2 separate regions of the Sus scrofa genome follow, and region 2 is linked to region 1. The links are chromatin contacts, called in public Hi-C maps. All regions are on one chromosome and are shown on one strand. The core of a region is the stretch at or near the end of the contact, and the rest is flanking DNA. Distances in the headings are between cores, read along the strand shown.

What was found. Hi-C and Micro-C count contacts between places; a contact is called where the count stands out from the background.
Region 2: a Hi-C map of liver shows a contact between it and region 1, with 1.5 times the contacts expected there. The contact joins two enhancer-like sites. A contact is called at or near these places in 2 of 47 Hi-C or Micro-C datasets (liver and psoas muscle) and 2 of 2 datasets of contacts at active chromatin or transcription factors (alveolar macrophages and skeletal muscle).

The regions. Positions count from the first base shown.
Region 1 is chr7:4,484,999-4,492,002 of Sscrofa11.1, reverse strand. No RefSeq gene overlaps it. Among named protein-coding and RNA genes, the nearest start is that of RREB1, 24 kb to the left of the region's middle. Within about 2 kb of position 4,167, at least 26 of the 83 cell types and tissues checked have an H3K27ac peak or open chromatin away from gene starts, as enhancers often do. A contact at or near this core is called in liver and skeletal muscle, where this site is marked.
Region 2 is chr7:4,587,597-4,595,203 of Sscrofa11.1, reverse strand. The region is part of intron 6 of RREB1 (ras-responsive element-binding protein 1); the gene reads right to left. Among named protein-coding and RNA genes, the nearest start is that of RREB1, 79 kb to the right of the region's middle. Within about 2 kb of position 2,708, at least 17 of the 83 cell types and tissues checked have an H3K27ac peak or open chromatin away from gene starts, as enhancers often do. A contact at or near this core is called in liver and skeletal muscle, where this site is marked.

The DNA of each region.
Region 1 (7,004 bases), core at 2,918-5,417:
ATTAAAAAAAAAAGTGATGAGAGTGGATTCCACTTTTTCTATTTCCCCAGTTTTTTGTTATTGCATTATTTTACTAATTTAATTCGACTTATTCTTACCTCTACGAACTTTAGGTGCTCTCGCCTTGTATTACAGAATCTCATAGAATTTCATAAAACCAGAAATCTGGGATTAGAGCCACGATTTTCAACATCATCTAAGAAGCAAATGATTCCACTTAAAACACACACCTGTGTTAAACAGGTCTTGCATGTTTTCGTTTTACCCTGGAAAATGAATGCTTTTGTGGTTGTGAGCACCTTTAGTAAAAGCAGAGGGAGGAGTTGCAGGGTGTCTGTAAAATGAAAAAGTGTGTCTGTGGCGACCTAGCCTTGCGACAAAAGCACGGCCCTCAGCGAACGGATTTCAGTGCCTCTGCTTCCCACCACGTGCTGGGAGAAACGTCTTCAAGGAATCCCAACCCACCCCAAGCTTCTACAACCTCCTTCCTCCAGGATGGGGCTAAGAGTGGCCCTGATCACGTGTCTCTTATCAGCAGTTGCCCCAAGAGCCGCAGGGCTTAGCTGGAGCAAACCAGAGCAAGGGCTCAGCTCCAGGCCCCAGGCTACAGAGCAGGTAAGGAGCCTGTTCTATCACACAGAAACACAGGAGGGGTGGGCTCTGCCTGCCACCAAAGACCCACACGAAAAACGACCACTGAGAGTTCCTGCCGTGGCTCAGCGGAAACAAATCTGACTAGCATCCAGGAGGACGCAGGTTCGATCCCTGGCCTCACTCAGTGGGTCAAGGATCCGGCATTGCTGTGGCTGTGGCTGTGGTATAGGCTGGCAGTTGCAGCTCTGATTCGATCCCTAGGCTGGAAACCTCCATATGCCACAGATGTGGCCCTAAAAAGACATAAAATAAATAAAACGACCACTGTTCTCAAGTTCCCGTGTGACTCAGTGAGTTAAGGACTCATCGTTATCACTGCAGTGGCTCCGGTAGCTGCGGTGACTTGGGTTTGATCTCTGGCCCCGGGAGTATTCCCCTGCCAGGGGTGTAGCCAAAAAAAACATTGTTTGAAACCACCAGGAGATACATGCCACACCCATTAGGATGGCTCATACCAAACATGCAGAAAACTGCCAGCTGGAGTTGAAAATGGAACCCCAGCACCTCGTCAGTGGGAAAGTAAAATAGAACAGCCTCGATGGAAAAGAATACAGCAGTTCCTCCAAAAATTAAAAATAGAGTTACTCTATGATCCGGCCGTTCCACTTCTGCCTTTATACCCCAAAGAACTGAAAGCAGTCTCAAAGGACCTGTACCCTCGTTATTCATAAGAGCCCCAAAGTGGAAGGAAAATCCGAATGTTCTCAGATGATGAACGGATAAACAAAACAGGGTCTTACATGTACAATGGCACGTTATTCGGTCTTCAAAAGTAATGAAATATTGGGAGTTCCCATCCTGGCGCAGCGGAAACAAATCTGACTAGGAACCATGAGGTTTCAGCCTTGTTCAGTTGGGTTGAGGATCTGGCCTTGCCATGAGCTGTGGTGTAGGTCACAGATGTGGCTCGGAGCTGGTGTGGCTGTGGCTGTGGCTGTGGCTGGCAGCTGTAGCTCCGATTGGACCCCTAGCCTGGGAACCTCCATATGCCACAGGTGCAGCCCTAAAAAGCAAAAAAAAAAAAGAAGAAGAAGGAATGAAACACTCACATCCGCTATAACAGGATGACTTGATGCCATTGTGCTGATTGAAATAAGCCAGTCACGAAAGGACAAATATACTAGATGATTCTACTTACAGGAGGTCCCTAGAGTGTCAAATCCGTACTGACAGAAAGTGGACTGGGTCCTACTAGGAGATGAGGGAGGGGGTGGGGAGTTAAGGGTTTAATGGGTCCAGAGGTTCTTTCTTTTTTTATGGCCTCACAGCCTATGGATCGAATCCAAGCCGTACCTGTGGCAATGCTGGATCCTTTAACCCACTGTGCTGGGCGAGGATTCAGATCCACACCTCTGCAGCCGCGGGAGCCGCTGCAGTTGGATCTTAACCCACTGTGCCACGGCGGAATTCTGTACAGTTTCTTTTGGGGAAGATGAAGAAGTTCTGAAGATACATGGAGATGCTAATAGCACAATTCCGTGACATTACTTAATGCCACTGAGCTGTACACTTAAAAATCATTCACATGGTAAACTCTCTCTCTATATATGGTCTTTATATATATACACATATATGTACACACACACACACACACCCCGCCACGTGAATGCTGAAGTCACATTCAGTGAATCCTTTAGTCAAAGATGCTGGCTGCTTCTCGGAACATCTCTGTGACCCAGCACACACCTGTGGCTGGGGACATGGGCTGCACACCAGCCAGCCCCAGAACAAGTGACTAAGGGCAGGGTCATGGTGGCTTCTCAGGCCTCAGATGACTCAAATCAGAGTGGCACATGGGACACCACAGGAAACTGAGTGCTGGCCCTATAAAACGGCAGAGCCATTTCCTTATCGCGGTCTCCGCACTCAGAATTTTTTTTACAAAAGTAATTTACAAAGGGCAAAGTTCTCAGCCCTCAGAACTCCTGGGGTTTGGCCCTGCGGGTGCCAGCGGAATCCTTCCTGGTGCCACAGGCCTTCTGGTGGGGCTCCTGGTGGGACTGCAGAGGATGACGTAGCGCCAGAAACCAGAGGCTGAACGAGGCCAACGCAAAGGTCTGATATGAGGACCGCTTCAACAGTTGGAGCTCCGGGCCCAGGGATTATTTTGAGAACTCAATTTAGCTGGAGTCAAACATGTCAATGTGTAACTTGTCTAATTTAAGTCACCTGTCCCCAAGCCCGGTCCCATTCAGCCCCTCCTGCATTGTGCGCTGGGACAAAGATCCAAGCACACTTTTCTTTTTAAAACCTGGTCCAGTGGCTCTCGGAAGCTGTCTTTAGTCTTCTAAAGACTCTCTGGCCACCTACCGGATTTTTTCAGCGTGAGGGCTGGGCAGAAAAAGAGCAAGTCACTCCCCTTGTTCAAAGGAAATCAAGGAGCGTGGCTAGTCAGACTTTGCCACTAAGTACCCCCAGGGATTTGCAAGAGAATAGCTCAGACACAGGCTGCACAACCCTCCTCTCAAGGAAAAAGCCACTTATTCTCCTACCAAAAGCGTGGAGCAGGAGGGTGGCACCCCAAAGTTTCTACGACATCTTTATCCTGGCACAAGGAGGGAAAAAGAAAGGTGACAAAATTCAAGTACCTTGGCTGATTTTTTTTCTAAGTTACCAGGAGGAAAAAGGTTTAAACGGCTTGCCAGTTTTTTTACATATAAAAAGGATAATCAGCTACATTCACGTTCTCACAAACAGCTCTAATCTTCTAAATGAGTTCTGTGTAAGGTGCTTCCTTCAAACCGAAGTCATTTTGATTAATAAAGAGATGTTAAAAAAAACAAAAAACACCCACCCTTTAAAAAAAAAAACAACCCTAAAAAAAAAAACAAAACCAAAAAAAAGAGCATTCTGTCAGATGTGGCCCTTGAGATCAGAGAGCAAAGTTAGGGAAAAAGAAAAAAATCGAAGTTACGACTCATTCAGGAAGCGCACACTGAAAGTGAAAGATTCATTGATGAGTTTTTAACTCTCAGACCGTGTGGCAGAAGAGAAGCAGGTTCAAGGTGGAGGCTGGGAAAGGCCGGGCTGTGCTGGGAACTGCTGAGTTGTTCCAGCAAGTTCGGTCACAGTTGGGTATAACGGGGTCTACAAATGACAATGTCTCAAAACCAGGTCAGGGTTGGAGAGGCGCTGGTAGTTATGGGACTGCGGCTCAGGTGCTAATCCTGGCAGGTGCTGCGGCCTCGAAAGAGGAGGCCTGCAGAGATGGTTTCAAATGCTTGCGGGGACTGATGGCTCTGCTACACGCATGGGCGCACCTAACTCACAGTCCTCCTGCGTTGGAGGCGGCTGGGGTCAGAGAGATGTGACCGCTGAACATCCAAAGCTGCATGAAGCTGGGACTTGTCCTCAGGCCCCCCCCCCCCCGCCCCGCCCCCCGGCTCCCAGGGCTGAGAAATCTCCCTGCTTGAAACCTGAAAGGTCACAGCAGTCGGAAAGCCCTTGACAAGGTGCTCACAGCAGCCAGAAAGCCCTTGGCAAGGCCACGTGGCTGTGCGAGCACCTCCAGGGGCTGCTGCGTCATCAGGAGGCGGGGCCATCAGGAGGCGGGGCCAGGCTGCAGGTTCCCGGAGGCGCCCCCCCCACGCCAGGCTCCCTGGGGGTCTGGTGACAGCCCGTCCCTAGATAACAGAAGTCGGGGGAAGAGGAGATGGCACTTCAGTGGCCAGCAGGCTGGGGTGCAAACAGGCACAGACGCTTCCCCAAGTCTCCCCCTGCCTCCCTTCCACCTCCCGCCTCTCTAAGCTTTCCGGGAACTCGAGTTGCTGGATGCCTGGCTGGTCCTGCCCTACCATGTTCTAAGCAGCTGAGGACACCCCCACAGGCAGGCTCTTCTTAGCTTTCTGAATGCTGAGGGTAGGTAGGGGTGTCAGAGCCACAAAAATCTGTGCTGGAAACAGGTCTGGATGGTTAAGCTGGATACAAAAGAAAGTTAATGTGTCCCAAGAGCCCTGACTCAATCCTGAGCCACGGGGTCGGCGGGTGGAGGCGGATGTATGCTCCCATTTTGCAAAAGGTTGAATCCCCCCAGTTCTCATTTGAGCACCTCTGTTAACACCAGCGGGGTCCCTCCAACAGCTGGGCCCCTACTTGAAATAAGGATTCAGACTCTCTTTAAAGGCGCTGACGTTAAAGCAGACCAACAAAAGGAACTTGCTCGCCGAACTGCCCGGGTCTGCTGAATGCCATGAGGACAGGAAGTGAGAGGGCTAGAAAGGCCAGGTGGCAGAAAGATGCTGGCAGCCCATCTTCCAAGATGCTAGCTGAAAACACACCCAGCTGTGAAGCCCTGACTGAAATGGCCCTTCTTTCTTTCCCAAAGGCAAACGAAGACACCTGGGTCGAGAAAGTGGAGACGGGCCCCCGATGTAACCGCAGGGGCGAGAGTTAGCCGTGGTTAGGAGAGCGGCTGGATGAAAGAGGACGCTGTCCTGAGCACAGAGGTACTGTTTCCCTGCTGCACCGGAGTGCACCAAAGCGCCACCAAGCTAACAGGACAAAGGTTAAGGACAGCTGATAAGCAGGCCAGGAGATGGAGGCCAAGAGGGCCGCAGCTTTGCATCGCTGGGGAGCGGGGCAGGCAGGAATGTGAGAAGGCGAAAGAGCCCGGGCACAGCAAGCCGGCTTGGGGGGGGGGCGCTAATTATAGCAAGTCATTTTTCAGGGGAAGAAACCTTCCAGGGGAAAGTGGTCCAGAGGCACATTTTGAATTCAGACATCGGATCAGTGGCTGTTCCCCATGCACAGGCGCCCGTGACCAGCTACCTCTGAACACGTCCTCAGGTGCCCGATGATGATGGGGGTTTCAAATTATAGAACGATGAGCACAGTATGCAACTCAGAAATCTGGCCAGCAGAGGCCCCGATTCCATCCTGAAGTGACGACTCTCTGTGGCCGCGTGTGCACGTGTGCTTCCCCACTTAGAAGAGACTTAGTCCCTGTTCCCGAGGCTTCGGAAAGATTCCAGACTCGTGCACAGTTTCTAGACTGCTTTCTGGATGGGCTGATACACAAAGCAGTCACTACGCTGGGCTGTGCCCACAGGTCACAAGTCTTTCTGGCAGCCGATGTGGAAGGTTCTCGGGGAGGGTGGAAGGGGGAGGGGAGCTGATCACACAGCTCAGAGGAGGCGCCTCAGGGATCAGAAATACTTACTGTGGCACCTGCCCAAGAACCCCAGTGGCCGAAACGGGCTTTAACTCCAAAGGTGCCCCTAGATGAGGCCTACCACACTGTCAGGGTCCAAATTAAATGATATGCCAACTCTGAATGGTCACCTCTAGGAGACGCTTAGCAATAATCTGTCCTGTCAAAGAAAGAAGTGATGGGACATCTTAGCTGGCTGTGGCAGAAGGACGGTACAAGGAAACAGCCTCGCCCTGGTTATATCAGCCTTGTTAGCACCCTCTGGGCGGGCTCTCCTGGTTAGCAGGTTCCCTACTGTCCGAAACGCCACTGTAGGTCATGTTAGCCGGATTCGCCTGGCTGCTCCTGCAATGGAAGTGCCCGGCCTGGATGCAAAGGCCTCCTCGCCAGTGCTCACTGGCCTGTGCTAGAACATGGTCCAAGACACACCGCAATCAGGGGGGAAGGCAGGGCCCTCCCTCCACCGTGGAGGTGGAGAGAGGGGCAAACTGTTGTTTCCTTCACAGAGGAAGACCAGGAGTTCCCTGGTGGCTCAGGGGGTTAAGGATCCAGCATGGTCACTGCTGTGGCTCAGGTTTGTTCCCTGGCTCAGGAACTTTCACATGCTTTGGGTGCAGCCATAAAAATAAATAAATCGAATTTTTTTTAAAGATAGAAATTGAATCGTACTTTCTCTTTATGTCTGTACCCACAGCATATGGATGTTCCCAGGCCAGGGATTAAATCTGAGCCATATCTCAAGGCAGTGCCAGATTGTTAACCCACTGAGCAAGGCCAGAGATCGAACCCGCATCCTCATGGAGACTATGTTGGGTTCTTAACCCGCTGAGCCACAAGAGGAACTTTTTTTTTTTTTTTGGTCTTTTAGGGCCACACCCACAGCATATGGAGGTTCCCAGGCTATGGGTCCAATCAGAGCTGTAGCCACCAAACTCCGCCAGAGCCACAGCAAGTCAGGATCCAAGCCACATCTGCGACCTACACCACAGCTCACAGCAATGCTGGATCCTTAACCCACTGAGCGAGGCCAGGGATCGAACCTGCGTCTTCGTGGATCCTAGTCAGGTTAGTTAACTGCTGAGCCATGACAGGAATTCCCACAAAGAGGAGCCCTTGACGATAATTTTTCAATGAACCATATTTTTCCTCTCCCCAAAGTCAAGTCCCACAGGCCTGGGCCTGTACTCTCTGGACCGTGGCC
Region 2 (7,607 bases), core at 1,459-3,958, 100 kb before region 1:
TTGCTGTGGCTCTGGCGTAGGCCTGTGCTACAGCTCTGATTAGACCCCTAGCCTGGGAATCTCCATATGCCATGGGAGTGGCCCAAGAAATGGCAAAAAGACCAAAAAAGAAAAAAAAAAAGAAAAATGTTATTATATAATCATTATTCCCTTCTTTTTCTTTTCTTTTTTTTTCTTTTGTCTTTTTAGAGCCTCACAAGAGGCATATGGAAGTTCCCGGGCCAGGGGTCAAATCAGAGCTACAGCTGCCAGCCTACACCACAGCAACGCCAGAGCCAAGCTGTGTCTGCGACCTACACCACAGCTCACGGCAGCGCCAGGTCCTTAACCCACTGAGTGAGGCCCAGGGTGGAATCTGTATCCTCATGGATGCTAGTCGGGTTTGTTACCCCTGTGCCACGATGGGAACTCCCTCTTCTTTTTTATAGCAGTATCTCAAAGGAAACAAAGCGTTTATCTAGTCCTGGGTAGTGTGACCCTCAGACTTCTTTCCTAAAATAAATTCTCTGCGTTCAATCTGACCTAAGACCTTCCTTCCCTCCAAGGAGTACGCCAGGCACCAAGCACCTGCTGCGCGACTCGTTTCAAGACGGGCGGGCCCAGGCCTCTGCATCTTCCCCTCCGCTCTTGAGGAGTAGCAGGTGCAAAGCTAGTTGCGGGGTGCCCTCCGAAACTCGATTATGACCGTGACAGATTTTCACAGGGCCCTTCCTCTTGCTGGGCTTGGAGGGTAAAGAAGTGACACTGCCCTACCTCTGCTCCTTCAGCCCTTTAATGCTGGCCACCTGTTCAGATGCCCAAGTTCGGCAGTACACGCCAAGGGCTGGCTGCGTCTAAGCATCTGAGAGTTGTGTGCTAAATTCAGAGCCTCTGTGGTCTCGTCTGTCACGGAGCAGGTCACATTTCTGAGCAGCGCATGCTTTCTTCCCGCATAACAGGAGCACATAAGCCTCTGCTCCTGAAGACTGCCCACTCTCCGGCGGCATCCGCAGGGCCTGCACCTGCTGTGCTCGGGGGCAGATAAAGGCAGGCCCACTGCGGGGGGAGCAAGACAAGCAGGAACCCCCTGCCTCCCCTGCACCTCTGACACCCACACCTGGACGGTTACACACCCCTGCTCTCTGGAGGGTGTGCCGGCGCCCGAGGGGACCTCTTCCGAGGATGGAGGAGTGAGTTAGAAAAGCCTGCTCTGGCTCCTGCCAGGGTCTCTCTCCTGCGTGTCCCTAACATGATATGCGCCCCACGACCCCCTGCACAGCTCCAAAGTCCACAGTTCCTAAGATGAGGAGCAAAATGGATGTTAATTCCCTATTTTATAATTACGATTTTCCAAAGAAAAAGACCCATTTCAGAGATTGGATTCTTTCCAAATGAGATCCCTTTCAATCCTTTCAAGTATCATCACTTCTTCACAGCTCTGCCGTCTGGCACTTTCTGGAAAGTTGTGCAAACTGCAAAGCTCAGTGCCCTTTTTCCTACACTGCACGCTCCCAGAGGGCGGGCCCTGGCTCAGTTTCCCAGGTTTGTTTTGGAAGACAAGCACGGCTCAATCCAAACTTTCAACATGGGAGCAGACTGATAAGGAGTTCTGGGAAGTTAAAAGCCGGAGCCACGGGGATGTTTCCATGATACGTGTTTTGCACTGTGATGGCAGCCTATTATTCTGCTCAGGAACTAGGCTATTTAGAAAGGTTTGGGATAAAGGATTTTCAAACCTCAAAAACATGAGAATCTGCAGACAGGGATGTGGCAACTTGAAAAACTATACCGGATATGATACTAAATTGAGACGGTCTCTCCTCCAAACTTTTTCAAAATAAGCTGGAACTGGCATCACTCTAAGTCTCCCTATTTACCAAATATACAATTCCTTTTTATTTTTTTACATTTGTAAAGTTTTGGTGGCATTTTATTTACTGATTTACAAAGTGGTGATAATTTCTGCTGCACAACAAAGTGATTCTGTTACACTTTACACTTGCTTGCATGTATTTATTCATTTATTTATTTTTGTCTTCTTAGGCCTGCACGTGTGGCATGTGGAAGTTCCAGGGCTAGGGGTCAAACTGGAGCCGTAGCTGCTGGCCTACACCAAAGCCACAGTAACTTGGGATCCAAGCCTTGCCTAAAACCTACACAACGGCTCATGGCAACGCCGGATCCCTAACCCACTGAGCGAGGCCAGGGATGGAGTCCATGTACCCATGGATCCTAGTCAGGTTTCGTTCATCGCTGAGCCAGGATGGCAACTCCCCACACTTGCCTTCGAACGAAGTTTTAAACTCTGTGTGCAGTGTAGGTAATGGGCTTATTAATGCTACACTGCAACTATCAACGTGACCACACGTAATTTGATCTGCTACCTGATTCTGTGAAATGTTTTTTTTTTAAATAAATATGACGGTTCTACTGGTTGACGGTCCTCTCATAAAACGACAGTGAAGGAAACACTACAGAAGGACTGATTAGCCTCATAAACAAAGACAACAAATGAACTCTCATAAAATGACTCGTGGCCAAAGGAGAGAGAGTTGCTTTATAAAGTGGGTAGCTGCAACGAGTATCTCCTCATCAGCTAGGAATAACTGGAAATGGAGAAGGATGCAGCTCTCGAGGTCCACACTGTGAGATGCATAGTGAAGCCCTCTAGGGGTTAAAGCAACCAAAATCTGGGGTGGAGTCCAGATCTGCCTCCTCCAGCACGCCGCTGGGCAGTAAACACGGGCAAGGCGGGGCTCAGCCAGGAAACTTGAGTGCGTGCACACATACGCAGGCACACGGCACTTGGGCTCGTGTAGATGACCTTGAGAACGGGGTGAGCCGGGGGCTGAGGGCAGGGGCACTGGACCAGCCTTGTGCGATTAGGCCTCGGAGAACCCGACCTACAAGTCCACACTACAGGGACTCACATCACAGAGGGGTCCTGCAGCCCTGAGGGGAGGGACTGACACTCAGCACAGAGTCCTGTCACAGGTAAGGGGGCCCAGGGCAGGTGACAGTGAAGGCAGAACAGGGCCCTAGGGGTAGGTGCCCAGCCCTGGCCATCGGCTCCCGGCTCAAGAGTCCCAGCTGCTGCCACAGATCTTGAAAGCAGCAGCAGCAGCAGCAGAAGGAAAATGAGACACAGAACTTCTTGGTTTTGAGCAGCAAACACACAGTCCACTGACTTCCTTTCACGCCTAGAAAAATCAAACAAGGATGCAGCTACTCCAGACTCGGGCCCTCACTCTTCTTTTTAATTCCTGCACACACATCCCAGCGGGGCTCTGGCCCCTGATTAATGTAACACAGGTATTTGCTCAGGAGAGATCACAGCTCACCACTGGAGTATCAGATTCTGGAACAGATCCACCAGGACAAATAAATCTAACTCTACTCTCTCTGGCACATTTTTGTAAGTGTTTTCACATTTTTATACACATTTCTTTCCAAAAGCACAGTTTCACCAACAAGGGAAGGTGGTGCTGATTGCGACTGAGGACTGAAAACCAAGTGCTCTTTTAACGCATTGTTTGCGATTTTCTACAGAGAAGATGAAATAAAGGCAGTGTGATCAACTCAAATATTCTAAATAAAGTTTTGATGTTTAAATTACCAGTTTAATCTAGGAAAGAACAAAGGGAAAAATAACTTCTTCATTCATTTTCTGGCATTATATGACTGTTCAGCCGTTACACCTTCCCTCAGTGGCACAAAGAACAACGACATTAATGACCATTTATTTAAATTTATTTCTAAGTCCTAGTTAACTAACCATTATCTTATGTGCTTGGCATGTGTTAAATCATGAATCCCCTGCAATGTTCCAATTGGCACAGTAGCACCGCCTTCTACAGATGAAGTGACCAAGACACAGGGAGGTCAATGAACCTGCCAGGGTCACACAGCTCGGAGTGCTCACCTCTCGAAGGTGATCACAGGGGTGCCTTCAGCTCTGAAAGCACCAACTCAGAAAGACCCCCGACCCAGCACACTTCCATGGTACCCTACAAGCCTTCAAAATGCTCCCACAAACACTCACTGCGTTTGAGCACAAGTTCTGAATGAGGTTTTGCTATGCCCTGTTGGTAAAGCAGAGAAAACTGGAGATTTCCGAAAAGTTCTACAGAACTGGGACTAGAACTCGGCCCCCCAACGATTAGCCCCCTCCTTCAAATCAAGATGACTCACAATAAATGAAATCAGCACAAAATCCAAAATTAGCACAAATGAACACCCTAAGGCCTGCTTTAACAATACTTGTAGGAGCTCCCATTGTGGCTCAGCAGGTTTAGAACCCAACCAGTATGTGTGAGGGCACGAGGACGTGGGTTCGATCCCTGGCCTCACTCAGTGGGTTGGTTAAGTATGTGGTGCTGCAAGCTACAGTGTATGTAGGCTGGCAGCTGCAGCTCCAATTTGACCCCTAGCCTAGGAACTTTAAGGGCTTCAGGTGCGGCCCTTAAAAAACAAACTTGTCAACAGCAATTTACCAAAAACTCCAATATGCACTGTTCATAAATGAGAAACATATCTTAGGGTACTATCAAGAGTTGTGCTATAAAAAATTCAAGGTCATTTCTGTTTATCCATGACCACACTCAGCAGACCCACGGGCAGCGCGGCTGAGAACGGCTACCTGTGAACATCACACTCTACAGTGACACGCAACTGTTTCGAAAGACGGCAGAGCTGAAAGAGTGCTTTTTTCTAATATGCAAAGTGACAAAAAGCTACATCAATTATTTTTCATGGCCTCTAAGCTTAAGTTCAAACCTCGGCACCGACTTTGATCCTAAGCAAGTTTCCTCTTCTGTGAAAAGGGATGATAACTGAATAAACCTTACAGGTAGAACACACAAAGATCAATGCAGATCGATGAGGAAACAGAAGACTTGAACAATATGTAAATCAGCTGAAGTGACAGTACATCAAGGGTACACTCCACACAACAAAAACAGTATGTACATTTTTCTCAAACAGACATGGGACATTCTCTAGTTCAGACCACATGCTAGGCCATAAAACCAGCCTCAATGAATTTAAAAGAACGGAAATCATAGAAAGTACGTCCTCCAACTACAGTGGAATCAAATCAGAAGTTAATAATAGCAAAAAGTTTGGCAACTTGCAAATATGTGGAAGTTGAACATATTCCTAAATAACCAAAGAAGAAATCACAGAGAAATTAGAAACTACTTCGAGATGAATAAAAAAGAAAACACAACGTACACAAATTTATGGGATGGGATGAAAGCAATGCTTAAAGGGAAACATACAGCTATAAATGCCGGTATCAAAAAAGTTCTCAATTAAACAGTCTAATCTTCTACCTTAAAACACTGGAAAGAGGAGCACAAACTAAACTTAAAGTAAGCAGAAGAAGGGAAATAATTGTGTTTAGAGTGGAAAACTCATGAAGCGGAGAAGAAAAGGAGCAGAGGAATATCACAATCGAAAAGTTCTTTGAAAAAAAAAACAATAAAACTGACTAAATGTCTAGCTAGACTGAGTAAGGAATAACACTGAGGAGACTCAAATTATTAAAATCAGGAATGCACGAGGAGACATTATTCCTGACCATACATAATAAATAGGATTATAAGGGACACTATGAACCACCTATGCCAACCAATTATATAACTTAAGACAAAATGGCTAAATTTCTGGAAAAGACATAAGCTACTGAAAATGACTCAAGAAGAAAAAAAATATGAGGGAGTTCCCGTCATGGCGCAGTGGTTAACCAATCCGACTAGGAACCATGAGGTTTTGGGTTCAATCTCTGGCCTCGCTCCTTGGGTTAAGGATCCGGCGTTGCCGTGAGCTGTGGTGTAGGTTGCAGACGCAGCTCGGATCCCTCGTTGCTGTGGCTCTGGTGTAGGCCGATGGCTACAGCTCCGACTGGACCCCTAGCCTGGGAACCTCCATATGCCGCGGGAGCGGCCCAAGAAATAGCAAAAAGACAAAAAAAAAAAAAAAAAAAAAAAAAAAAAAAAATCTGAGCACACCTACCATAAGGAAAGACACTGAATTAATAATAATTTCAAAACTTCTCAGAAAGAACAGCCCAGATGGCCTCACTGGGGAATTCTACCACACACTTAAAAAGAGCTCTTCACAATCTTTTCTAAAAAACGGGGAGGCGGGAGGTATTTCCCCATTCACTCTCTGACGCTAGTATTACCCTGATATAAAAGCCAGCAAGGACAACACAAAAACTACAGACTATGAATGTAGGCAACAATCTTTAACAAGATACCAGCAAACTCAATCCATCGACATAGGAGAAAATGATTATCCATTGTGACCAAGTGGGATTTATCTCAGGAATAAGGTTAGTTTACCATCCAAAACAGAGTAAAGGACAAAACCCCCCCTGACCATCTTGATAGATGCAGGAAAAGCCTCTGACAAAATCCAACACCTTGTCATGAGAAAAACAGCCAGCGAACCGGGAATAGAAGGGAACTTCTTCAAACTGACAAAGGGCATTTATGAAAAACCTTCAACTAATAACATATTGAACAGGGAGAGGCTGGCAGCTTTCTCCGCAAGATCAGAGATAAGACAAGGCCGTCCGTTGGCTTCATTCACTTCCATTTAGCATCGTACTGGAGGGGCTTGCAGGGTCAGCAGGCAAGAAAAATAAAATGCATCCAGATCAGTTTTATAAGAAAAAGGAAAACTATCACTATTTGCAAATGACATGGTCTTAAATTTAGGAAATATTAAGGAAGCCATCAAATAACTATTAGAATGAATGAATGAGATGAGAAGAATTGTAGGAAACAAAATCAATACAAAATTTGAATTATTTTTTCTTTCCTTCCTTTCTTCCTTCTTCTTCTTTTTTTTTTTTTTTTTTTTTTTGCTTTTTAGGGCTGGTCCTGCGATATACGGAAGTTCCCAGGCTAGGGGTTGAATCGGAGCTACAGCTGCCAGCCTACACCACAGCAGGATATGGGCCACGTCTGTGACCTACACCACAGCTCACAGCAACGCCGGATCCTTAACCCACTACACGAGGCCAGGGATCGAACCCACATCCTCATGGATACTAGTTGGATTTGCTTCTGCTGTGCCACAAAGGGAACTCTTATCTTCTTTATTAGCAATGAACAGTCAGAAAATGAAATTAGAGAACAATTCCATTTACAATACCACCAAAAAGAACAAAATAAATACAAAACTTGCACTCTAAAAACAATAAAATGATACTCGAAAGAAATTCATTAAGACCTCAATAAGCGGAAAGTACCCTATGCCAAAGCTGCAGTCCTGTTAGGACGGTGCTCCCCAACCTGCCCCCGCCTTTTAGGAACCCTGTCATTACCCCAGCTGCCCTTTTTTGCCAGACATTGATAAGCAGACCCTAAAATTCTTACAGAAATGCAAGCAACCGGGAAGAGTCACAACAATCTAGAAAGAGATCCAAGTTCCAGGATTCTCACCTCTCAATTTCAAAACTTTCCAAAACGCTACAGTAATCAATACAGTGCAATGGGGGAAGCAGAGTTTTTAAACAAATCGTACGAAAGACTGAACTTGGACTCCTTCCTGACCCTGTACATGGATGTTAACTCCAAATGAACTGTAGACTCAAACGATGAACTCAGGGGGTTTCA